Linked DNA regions of Mus musculus: region 1 is linked to region 2. A link is a contact called in public HiChIP or PLAC-seq data. All regions are on one chromosome and are shown on one strand. The core of a region is the stretch at or near the end of the contact, and the rest is flanking DNA. Distances in the headings are between cores, read along the strand shown. Region 1 overlaps Itpr2 (inositol 1,4,5-triphosphate receptor 2). Region 2 overlaps Gm32838 (a long non-coding RNA gene).

The links. HiChIP or PLAC-seq counts read pairs in DNA pulled down with a chosen protein or histone mark.
Region 1: an H3K27ac HiChIP or PLAC-seq map of microglia shows a contact between it and region 2, with 6 times the contacts expected there. The contact joins two enhancer-like sites. A contact is called at or near these places in 1 of 15 datasets of contacts at CTCF or cohesin (the NIH/3T3 cell line), 1 of 484 Hi-C or Micro-C datasets (bone marrow-derived macrophages) and 2 of 115 datasets of contacts at active chromatin or transcription factors (bone marrow-derived macrophages and microglia).

What each region holds. Positions count from the first base shown.
Region 1 is chr6:146,207,012-146,211,767 of GRCm38.p6, reverse strand. The region is part of intron 45 of Itpr2 (inositol 1,4,5-triphosphate receptor 2); the gene reads left to right. Among named protein-coding and RNA genes, the nearest start is that of Gm35596, 10 kb to the left of the region's middle. Within about 2 kb of position 2,562, at least 38 of the 459 cell types and tissues checked have an H3K27ac peak or open chromatin away from gene starts, as enhancers often do. A contact at or near this core is called in microglia, where this site is marked.
Region 2 is chr6:145,991,936-145,996,323 of GRCm38.p6, reverse strand. All of the region lies in intron 2 of Gm32838 (a long non-coding RNA gene), which reads right to left. Among named protein-coding and RNA genes, the nearest start is that of Gm38928, 17 kb to the right of the region's middle. Within about 2 kb of position 3,138, at least 43 of the 459 cell types and tissues checked have an H3K27ac peak or open chromatin away from gene starts, as enhancers often do. A contact at or near this core is called in microglia, where this site is marked.

The DNA.
Region 1 (4,756 bases), core at 1,313-3,812, 220 kb before region 2:
AAGCAAAACAAAACACAACAACAACAATAACAAAAAAACCAAAACCCTGTTAAATTATACAGTAGGGGGAAATTTTTGAAAAGCCCCTGGATAATATTTCTGTTATCAATGAAAGAGGCTCCATTGTAGGGATATAAACTCGATTATTTTAGGGGATGTCATCTGGCCATCTGTCTGTAACGTATACAGGCATACCCATCCATGTTTAAGTATTTGACAGCTGCATGAGGCTTGGAAACCATTCGCTAGTTGGTGCCACTATATGGGGACTTCCCCAGTGCCAGCTAGTAAATATTTTAGGGTTGTGAGGCCATCCTGTCTGCTGCACACACTGTCTTCTGCAGTTCTAGTGTTGAAACAGCCATGGTCCACGTGTAAACAAGCCAGTCTGACTGCGTTACCCAATAAAACTGCTTTTTATGAAACAGGCACCAGAACAGATATCACCCATGAGGGCTGTGTTGCCAACCCCTGCGGTAAATGGCACTTATAATCTTCATAGTTTCCCATGCCCCATATTTGAAATAACCTCCTGATGACTGTCTGGGTCTGCAAGATGGCTCAGCAAGAAAAACTCTTGTCCCCAAACCTGGCAACCTGAGCTCTGTTCCCGGAACCCACATGATGTAAGGAAAGACAACTCCCACAGGTTGTCCTCTGACCACCATGCTCTGTGACACATGTCCCATCCCCCACAGGTAAAGAATTAGGTATTAAAAATTGAGAAAAAAAATTAGTCATTTATTTTTGTAGTTGTTTTTAGTCTTTATTTTTGAGTCAGAATCTCATGTAGCCTGAGCTTGCAGGAACTTGCTATGTAGCCGAGGATGGATTTGATCCTCTGACCTTTTACCTTCACCTCTAGTGTATTGGGATTCTAGCTGTGACCAACTATATACAGTCAAAATTTTAAAAGTGAAAGTGTGTGTGTGTGTGTGTGTGTGTGTGTGTGCTGATTGTGAGCACAGGAGTGTGGAGGTTCATGGAGGCCCTTATGAGCTCCCTGGAGCTAAAGTTACAGCCAGTTGTGAGTCACACCACATGGGTACTAGAAACAGAGGCCAGGCCCTCTGTCAGATCTCTGTGCTCATAACTGCTGAGCCACCTCTCCGACTCACATTTGTACTTTTTAATTTCACCTTGTTTTCTTTTTTGGCGGTGGTGCTGGGGACTGAACTCAAATGGCCAGGCCCTCGAGGCAAGGGCTCTACCGCCAGGCTGCTCTCCACTCCAGCCTTTCTCTCTCTGGGTGGTCCTAACCCACACAAAGAGCGGCATACACTTTATGTTTCTAAATAGACATGAAAGGAAGATGTTAGAGGTTAGGTTTCTATTGCTGTTATAAAACATGACCATAAGCAACTTGTGGAGGAAAGGGTTCCTCTTGCTTACACTTCAACACCCCAGTCTTATCACTGAGGGAAGTCAGGGTGGGAACTCAAAGCAGGAACTCGGAGGCAGGAGCTAAAACAGAGATCATGGAGAAGTGCTGCTTATTGGCTTGTTTCACCTGGCTTGCTCAGCTTGCTTTTATATGTATCCCAGGACCACCTGCCTGGGGGTGCCACCACCCATAGTAGACTGTCCCCATCTCCCCACCAATCAGTAATTGAGAAATAAACCACAGACCCATCTAGTGGGGGCATTTCCTTAATTGAGGGTTCTAGCTTCCAAAATGACTTGATCTGGTATCAACTTGACATAAAACCACACAGGACTTAGGATTCCATGGTTGTAAGACTTGCCTATACCATGGACCGTGGGACCACTAACTATATAGCAGGGCAGGCAGGTGTATGTTACCCGGTGGGTCTGGAAGATGATCACGTCCTCCGTGAACCAAGACCGTGACTGAACCAAGCAGAAACGAAGCAGGAGGGAAGATCTAGGGGTGAAGGCACAGGACAAAGGGGTGTCTAGCACGGGCCACAGATGTTTCTTGCTTGTGCCTGATATGGACTTGAGAAACATTTGGAAGCAAACGGGATTCTCAGATGGAGTTAGCTCAAGTTCCCTGATTCTGTCTGCTGAGACTCGGGTTGGGTGCATCTCCATGTCACCCTTGACCATTCACCCAGGGTCTCTTTACTCAAGCTGTCTCAAACCACAGTTTTTAAAAACATGTCTCTGACCTTCTGCCCATCTCAGCTTCCTTCTCTTGGTGTCTGATAGGCCAATCACCTGACCATACACAACTTTCCACTCTTTTCCTTCCTCCCTTCTGTGTGGTTCCCCCTCTTTGCTGTCACCCCAACCTGACAGCTGCTTACTTTCTCTCTGTCCGCACCTTCCTCTTCTCAGAAGTTAAAGAAATTGGCCTCCACCTATCAAGCAGATATTTATCTCCTAAAAAACAAACAAGTAAGCAAAAGTCTCACAATGAAAGAGATGAAGGAAAGAAGCCCGTGTCTGTCTCCTTCTGTCTGCATACTCCTTAGCATGATAAAGTACTATAAGACTCTGCAGCTTTGGACAATGGTTGGACACCAGGCAGTGGGGTGGGCGGCATCTGACCCAGAGCACGTGCCAGTCTTACTAAGGGTTTTAGTCTTCTGCTTGGCCCTTCCCAGCTTCTCCTCCGGGACCTGACATTTTCATTTCCTGTCGGCAGTAAACCCTGTGTGCTGAGGAGGAAGGGAAACTGTGACTTGTTCTGAAGTCCCCCCTCCCTGTCCTCCACACCCCAGACTCTTTCCGTTGCTAGCTACTTTACCAACTGGAATGTGCTAGGGAAAGTGAGGATGAGGCTTGGCCAGCTCCTAGGGAAAGAGTTGGCTATGGGTAGATGACGTTTTCTGAGCTGGAGGTAGGAAAGCAGGGGAGTGGAATAGAGCAATGAGCTTGGCCCTAGCCCATGGGTGCTTGGGAATCAATGTGACATTAAGATAAAGCAATGTAAGGGTCCAGCTGCGAGCTTCATTCCTGGGAAGAGAAGCTAGGCTTGAACATCAAGGTATACAGATGTATGTATAGATGGTGTTTGAAGTTGTGCTATAGATGAGATTTCCGAGGAAGCAACTGGAACAAAGGGAGTAAGCCAAGAGAAAAACCTAGAGAGATTTCAAATATTAAAGAGGGTTAAGGGGACAAGAGAAAAGAATCCCTCAGGAATGGCTGGAAATGAGAGAACTGGATAAAGACAGGGTAGTGAGACTCAGCAAGAAGGCCAGACAATCGGCCTCAAGTACTCCGAGAGGAGGTGCACCTCTATGTAGCTATCCCGTGATGAGCAATCTGTTTTTCTGGCTGGCATCCAAACTGGACCCTAATGAGCAGAGGAGCTGAGAGGTCACACCGGTGACAAAGGACACCAGAGACTCAGGGAAGCAGCCATCCGAAGCAGTTTAACCTGTCGAACCCCACTTTAAGCAGAGTGAAAGAAGAATCTCAGATCTAAGTCGTCATTACCAATCAAGTCCTTGTCCCCTACCTCTACCCCCTGCCCCTCACCCCTGCCATGTCTGGGGGTCAAGGTGACTGGTGCTCATCATTCTGAGCATCTCCCAGCCGCTCTTCAGAAAGTGTGTGTGTGTGTGTGTGTGTGTGTGTGTGTGTGTGTGTGTGTGTGTGTGTTTGTGTGTTATCCTGTTTAAAATATCCACATGCCAGGGTTCTTTGAACTCTTCTTACTGGTGTTCTCTTAGGCCAGTGGCATTGCTTCCCAGGGTCCTGTGTGCAAGAGCAGATCTCTGTCCTTGCCAAGGGCTTGTCTCAGTGAGTCCTCACTCTGTGTGACCCTCCGTGGCTCTCATCTGTGAGGCACGCTTTGGACCCTGGTGACAGTGTTAATTAAATGTCTATGGACTTGGGAGTCACAGCGAGGCCCTTTGCGCAAATGTTTGAGACAAAGCTGGAGGGATAGAAACATGACCATCCAGGAACTCATTAGAGAATGGAAGGGCTCAGACTCACCCAGGGGTTCACATGCTAAGTGGGCGAGGCAAGAGAACCTGCAAATGACCTCCAGAAGGAGTAAAGAAATCTGTCTGCTCAGCTTTCACAGTGCGCAGTTTCTGTGGGTAAGCTTTGGTGGTTGGTTCCTCTCTATCAACCAGTTTTACTGAGTCTGTTTCAGATTCCAGGTCTTAGCTTGTTTTCAGCCAGCGTTGGTCACTCCCACACCTTTAACACCTAATTTAGACACGAGTGTCTCCAAGCTTCAGGATGTGAGTGGGGCCAGGCAGCCAGGCCCTTCCTGGCTTCTCCTCGGGGACCTGACATTTCCCGTTCCTGTAGGTGGTAGACCAGAAGTACTGAGGAGGAAGGAAACCTTGTCTCGTCTCCTCTGCCTGCCCCTAGGTTAATCTGGCTCCCCTTCCTCATTGAATGGTTTGTCCTATAAGCAGTCATCCAGGGAGAAATCCATGTTCTCTTGGATCCACCCACTTCCCTGACTAGACTGTTGGAAGGCCAACCCTCCCATGAGCTCTGCACTCCTCTGGCAGCCTCTGGGCTCCATTTCCACTTTAACCCTTTTCAGTCACTCTTCTTAAAAAAGTCAAAGTGACAGTTTGCTGGAGATGCTTGTCTTGTCACTCAGCCTGAAGCTTTTGGCTGGCGAGGTCTGGCTGACAAACGCTCCAGCTTTCGATGTTCATTATGGTTGCGCTCATGGTACCCGTACATTTTGTTTACTTGGGTTTATTTATTTGGGTTCCTGTCTAACAAGTCCTTAGCATCTGCCCTAAGTCTCCTCTGGCCAGCTAGGGATCCTCTGTGACTTGTAATGCCAGGATGCGCTCAGTAACTTCACTGG
Region 2 (4,388 bases), core at 1,889-4,388:
CAGAAGGTCTGCCCATAGATGGCTGACGAGGAGGCATAGGGAGGGGGAGCAGAAGCTAATTCGCCTTCCTCCTCCGCCTCAGCTCTTTTATTTTGTCCTTTCTGTCCACCTGATAACACTGTGTCTCCTTTCTTTTTCCTTTTTCTTTTTAAGCCCTTCTCCTCTTCCGACATACTTTCTTGTTGCTCTATAAGGATTTTCTGACCTGTCTTGACTGCCTCTTGATTCAAACAGTAACAGAGTCCATATATCAGAACAAGCAAGACCAAAACTATCAGACCTACCCACAAAGGGTCAATGGGAGAAAAAAGCATAACTACACAGCGAGGATCTATTGATCACTACACTGAGGTTATCATAGTTCCTTAACTTGTCCCCAAACCGGGAACCTTAACTTGTCCCAAAGCCGGGAACCTTTCGTTACCTTGTGCCTGCTTCCTGGCAACTTTATGCTTGCCTCTATTTTATCCGAGGTCCTTCCCAAACTCCTGGGTTACTTTGTGCCTACTTCCTGGCAACTTTATGCTCACCTCTATTTTATCGAGGTCCTTCCTAAACTCCTGGGGTCGCAAGTTTCACTCACCGTGAACTTACCCTGCCGGCAACCACTGACTGCTGAAAGTTCTGAACTCGGTGGGGGAGTCGGTTCCCCGTACGGGCCACCAATTGTCACGCCTGCTCTCGACCAGCAAGAACGATGCGACCACCAGTCCTTCTAACAGCAGTTTATTCAGTCTTCATCTTTCTTCTTTCTCTTCATCAGTACCGTTCCCCAGCTGAAGAGTTCTGAATCCACGCCGGATCCTTCTCAACAGTCTGTTTTACGGGAACCTTTATTAACCACTTCTTCCCCGTTATGCAGTTCTGAATCCTCCCTGTAGCAGGGGGTCTTCACTCGTGCCTGAAGATGTTTCTTTTCCCGGGTTTTCTCGTCCCAGGTCTTCTCGTCCCAGGTCTTCTCGTCCCGTCCCGAGTTTTTCTTCCCGGGTTTCCGGCACCAACTGTTACGCGCGCCCAACTGGCCAGGAAGAACGACGCTGCTACAGGATCCTTCTGCACACGTTTATTCAGTCCTGTTTCTTCTTTCTCCATATATCTCCCCTGTTTATATCTCCCCTGTTTATATCTCCCCTGTTTATATCTCCCCCGAACCCTGGGCCTCTCACTCTTTTATACTCTCAGTTCCCATCCACGCACAGCAGGCCACGCCACCTCACCAGGCACGCAGCTTCAGCTAATCAGGGCAGCAGGGGCAAATCTCCATCAGACTGGATTCACCTGTATCCTGGTACACCTGCCCAGCACTCAAGATGTTTGTGTCTTATATGAGGAAGTCAGGTGCAAGTCATATGACTTAGCTGCAGTCCCTGGCGCCTTTGGGACTGCCGCCACACCCGCTCCCCACACAGGATAACCAGGTGTACTGGCTGGTGGTGTGTGTCAACTTGACACAGGCTGGAGTTATCTCAGAGAAAGGAGCTTCAATTGAGGGAATACCTCCATGAGATCCAGCTGTTGGACATTTTCTCAATTAGTGATCAAGGGGGGAGGTCCCCTTGTGGGTGGTGCCATCCTTGGGTTGGTAGTCTTGGGTTCTATAAGAAAACAAGCTGAGCAAGCCAGGGGAAGCAAGCCAGTAAGTAACATCCCTCCGTGGCCTCTACATCAGCTCCTGCTTCCTGACCTGCTTGAGTTCCAGTCCTGACTTCCTTTGGTGATGAACAGCAGTGTGGAAGTGTAAGCTGAATAAACCCTTTCCTCCCCAGCTTGTTTCTTGGTCATGATGTTTGTGCAGGAATAGAAACCCTGACTAAGACACCAGGGGAGGTAATTCCAGATGAAGAAGCACATTGAGCACCAGCTTGGCAATGCTGGAGGCTCTAAGAAGATTGTTCCAGAACACATCCCAACACACAGGGACTGAGATCCTAGAGACAACTGGTCTATGACTCTCAGAAAGGCTGGTGAAATGGGTAGTTTTGTTAAAAAAAAAAAAAAAAAAAAAAAAAAAGGTGAGAAGGGCACTACTGGATCAGCCGTAGCCTGGGGCTGCAGGATACGGAAAGATCCCAGCCTTCTGAGAGCGGTTGACACAGTGTCACTCTGGGTTTACCAATTCCTGTCTTGATTCATGTTTGTTGACATCTGACTCTACGATGCCACATGTTCAGGTTCTTTAGAGAAACAGCAGAGTTAAAATAAGGTCATGAAGGGACCCTCATGCAATATGACTGGAGCCCTTACAGGAGAAGATATCAAAGAAGGAAGACTGTGCAGAGAAATGGGGTGCAGCTGCCATTTGCAAGCCAGGCAGAGGGGTTGCCAAAGAAACCGGCAGGCTGGCATCAGGATCTTAGACTCACTACCTACAGAGTTGTGAGGGCTCAGCTCTAATTTCTGGCATGAGCCACTGGTGTAGGGCTCTTCATTTGGGGCAGCAGAGCAGACATTGACACTTGGCGATGCTGTAACTACCCTAAAGCTGGGGCATGGGTCATTGGCTGTTCTTCCTGGCATGAAACCTAGGCCTCCCTTGGTTGTTCTCAGAAGACGTGCAAGGTCTGCGGATAGAGTCTTCCTCCAGCTATGGTCCCCAAGGAAAGAAGGAAGGAGGCAATAGTGCTCTACTCAACCTGATGGGGAAAAGAAAAGAGACATCAAGGCTTGGGAGAAAGCATGGGTCTTCCAGAATCCCACAGCTGGAAATAGTTGTGTGAGCTCTCAGTATTCTTTGGTGTCTACATTTTCTAGAGAAGAGTCGTCCAGGGTGTCCTCCTATGGGAAAAAGAGTCTAAGCTCAAGATGTCTTTCAAAATATACACGGTAAAATGCCCTGGGCCTCTCAGGACACACCCACAGTATTCTAAGCCCTGTCAGATGTGGTAGAGCCCAAGAGAAGCTTGTAGTATCATCATTGCATTGGAGAAAAAAATGTAAAACAGAAAAATATTAAGAAAACAGAGCCACCACCCTCGATTTAGCGCGTGCACTTGTATCGAGATAAAGTGCACTGTAAAGAAACAATTAGATCCTAAGCCTGTAGATACCAGCTAAATCCAGCTGTAACTGCCTCATAAACTTGGAACTTCTGACACAGCCTCAAGAACCCACTTTCTCCCACGCGCTGACGGTGTGCCTGGCCTTCTGCCAGTTGCAAAGCTGGAAACTCCCCGACTTAAACAACATCTGGGTGTTTCTGCTTCCTATAAGCTGGGGATGAAGGTTAAAAGTTTAATAAATGTTTTCTCTCAGTCTGGGTATCTGTGTGTTTCATCTACCTCCATCACCACGTCTTCTATATGTGTGTCATAAAGAAAAAGCAGAGGCTATAAACAAACGCAGACAGTGGGAGTGGTAGCTTCTTGTTTCTGTCTGCGGTTGGGCAGTAGCCTTCATCCTTCTGTGACATGGTCCTTTCCCACTTTCCTGTCTCTCCAGTACAGGCCTGGTCCTGCTTTCTAGGAGTTGACAGCTCTGCTAGAGCACTAAGCATCGTTTCAAAAACATGTTCCCGTGTGTCATTTCCTTCTTATATTTTCTACCTCTTCCTTCCCCACCCTAGCCACCCATTTGCCCCTCCCCCTCCGGCCCCGCCTCGCTGGACTAGAGAGAAGAGCTCGCAGCTATTCTTCCTTGACCTTTGGGGAGCAAGGGGAGGCCTCTTCCCTTCGAGCAGAACTTGCGCTAGTTGAGGTCGGCTTGGAGGAGGTGACTCTGAGGAAGGGAAACACAGTTGCAAGAGTGCCGCATTCAAAGGGATTGGGAGCTGCTGTGGTGTGGCTCGCCCCTGGAGACCCACTCAGGCGGACGCTGCAGAATGTGGAGCTCAAAGCTTGTCTGGACACAACAGCAAGACTCCTCGGTTTGGAAACACAAGCCAACAGCAGCTGCAAGCAGAGAAGAGCATGGGCATGGGGGTGGGGGTGGGGGGCAAATGGGAAAAGTGCTAAGGCATCGAGCTCTACAACTTGAATAGAACTGTGGATGTTTGTAAGGGAACCCAGAGTGCATCCAAGATGGCTGCCGGCTTTCTCTAGGAGCGAGAAATCAAGCAAGGGTTTAGATGTGGCCCTTCCTCTTCCCATAGCATTGCCTCTGATAGAGCCAAGAAATCCTACCCCATTCTATTAAATGATGCTGTCCAGGGATGTGACTGTGAGCACTGGTTCATGTACTTTAGTAACAAAAAACAGAGGGGCGAAGAATGCAGACTTGGGAGCCATGCGTCCTGACCCACCACCAACCAATGCGGCAATCCAGGGACCTTTGGAGAAGGCTTTTACAACTGGCACCAAGGCATGTCCCTTAGAGGCAAGACAGTGTGAATGCTAGCCACTTAGGAAAGTTTGAATTTTCAATTAGGTGATCCTATTAGAGAGACCAGGAGA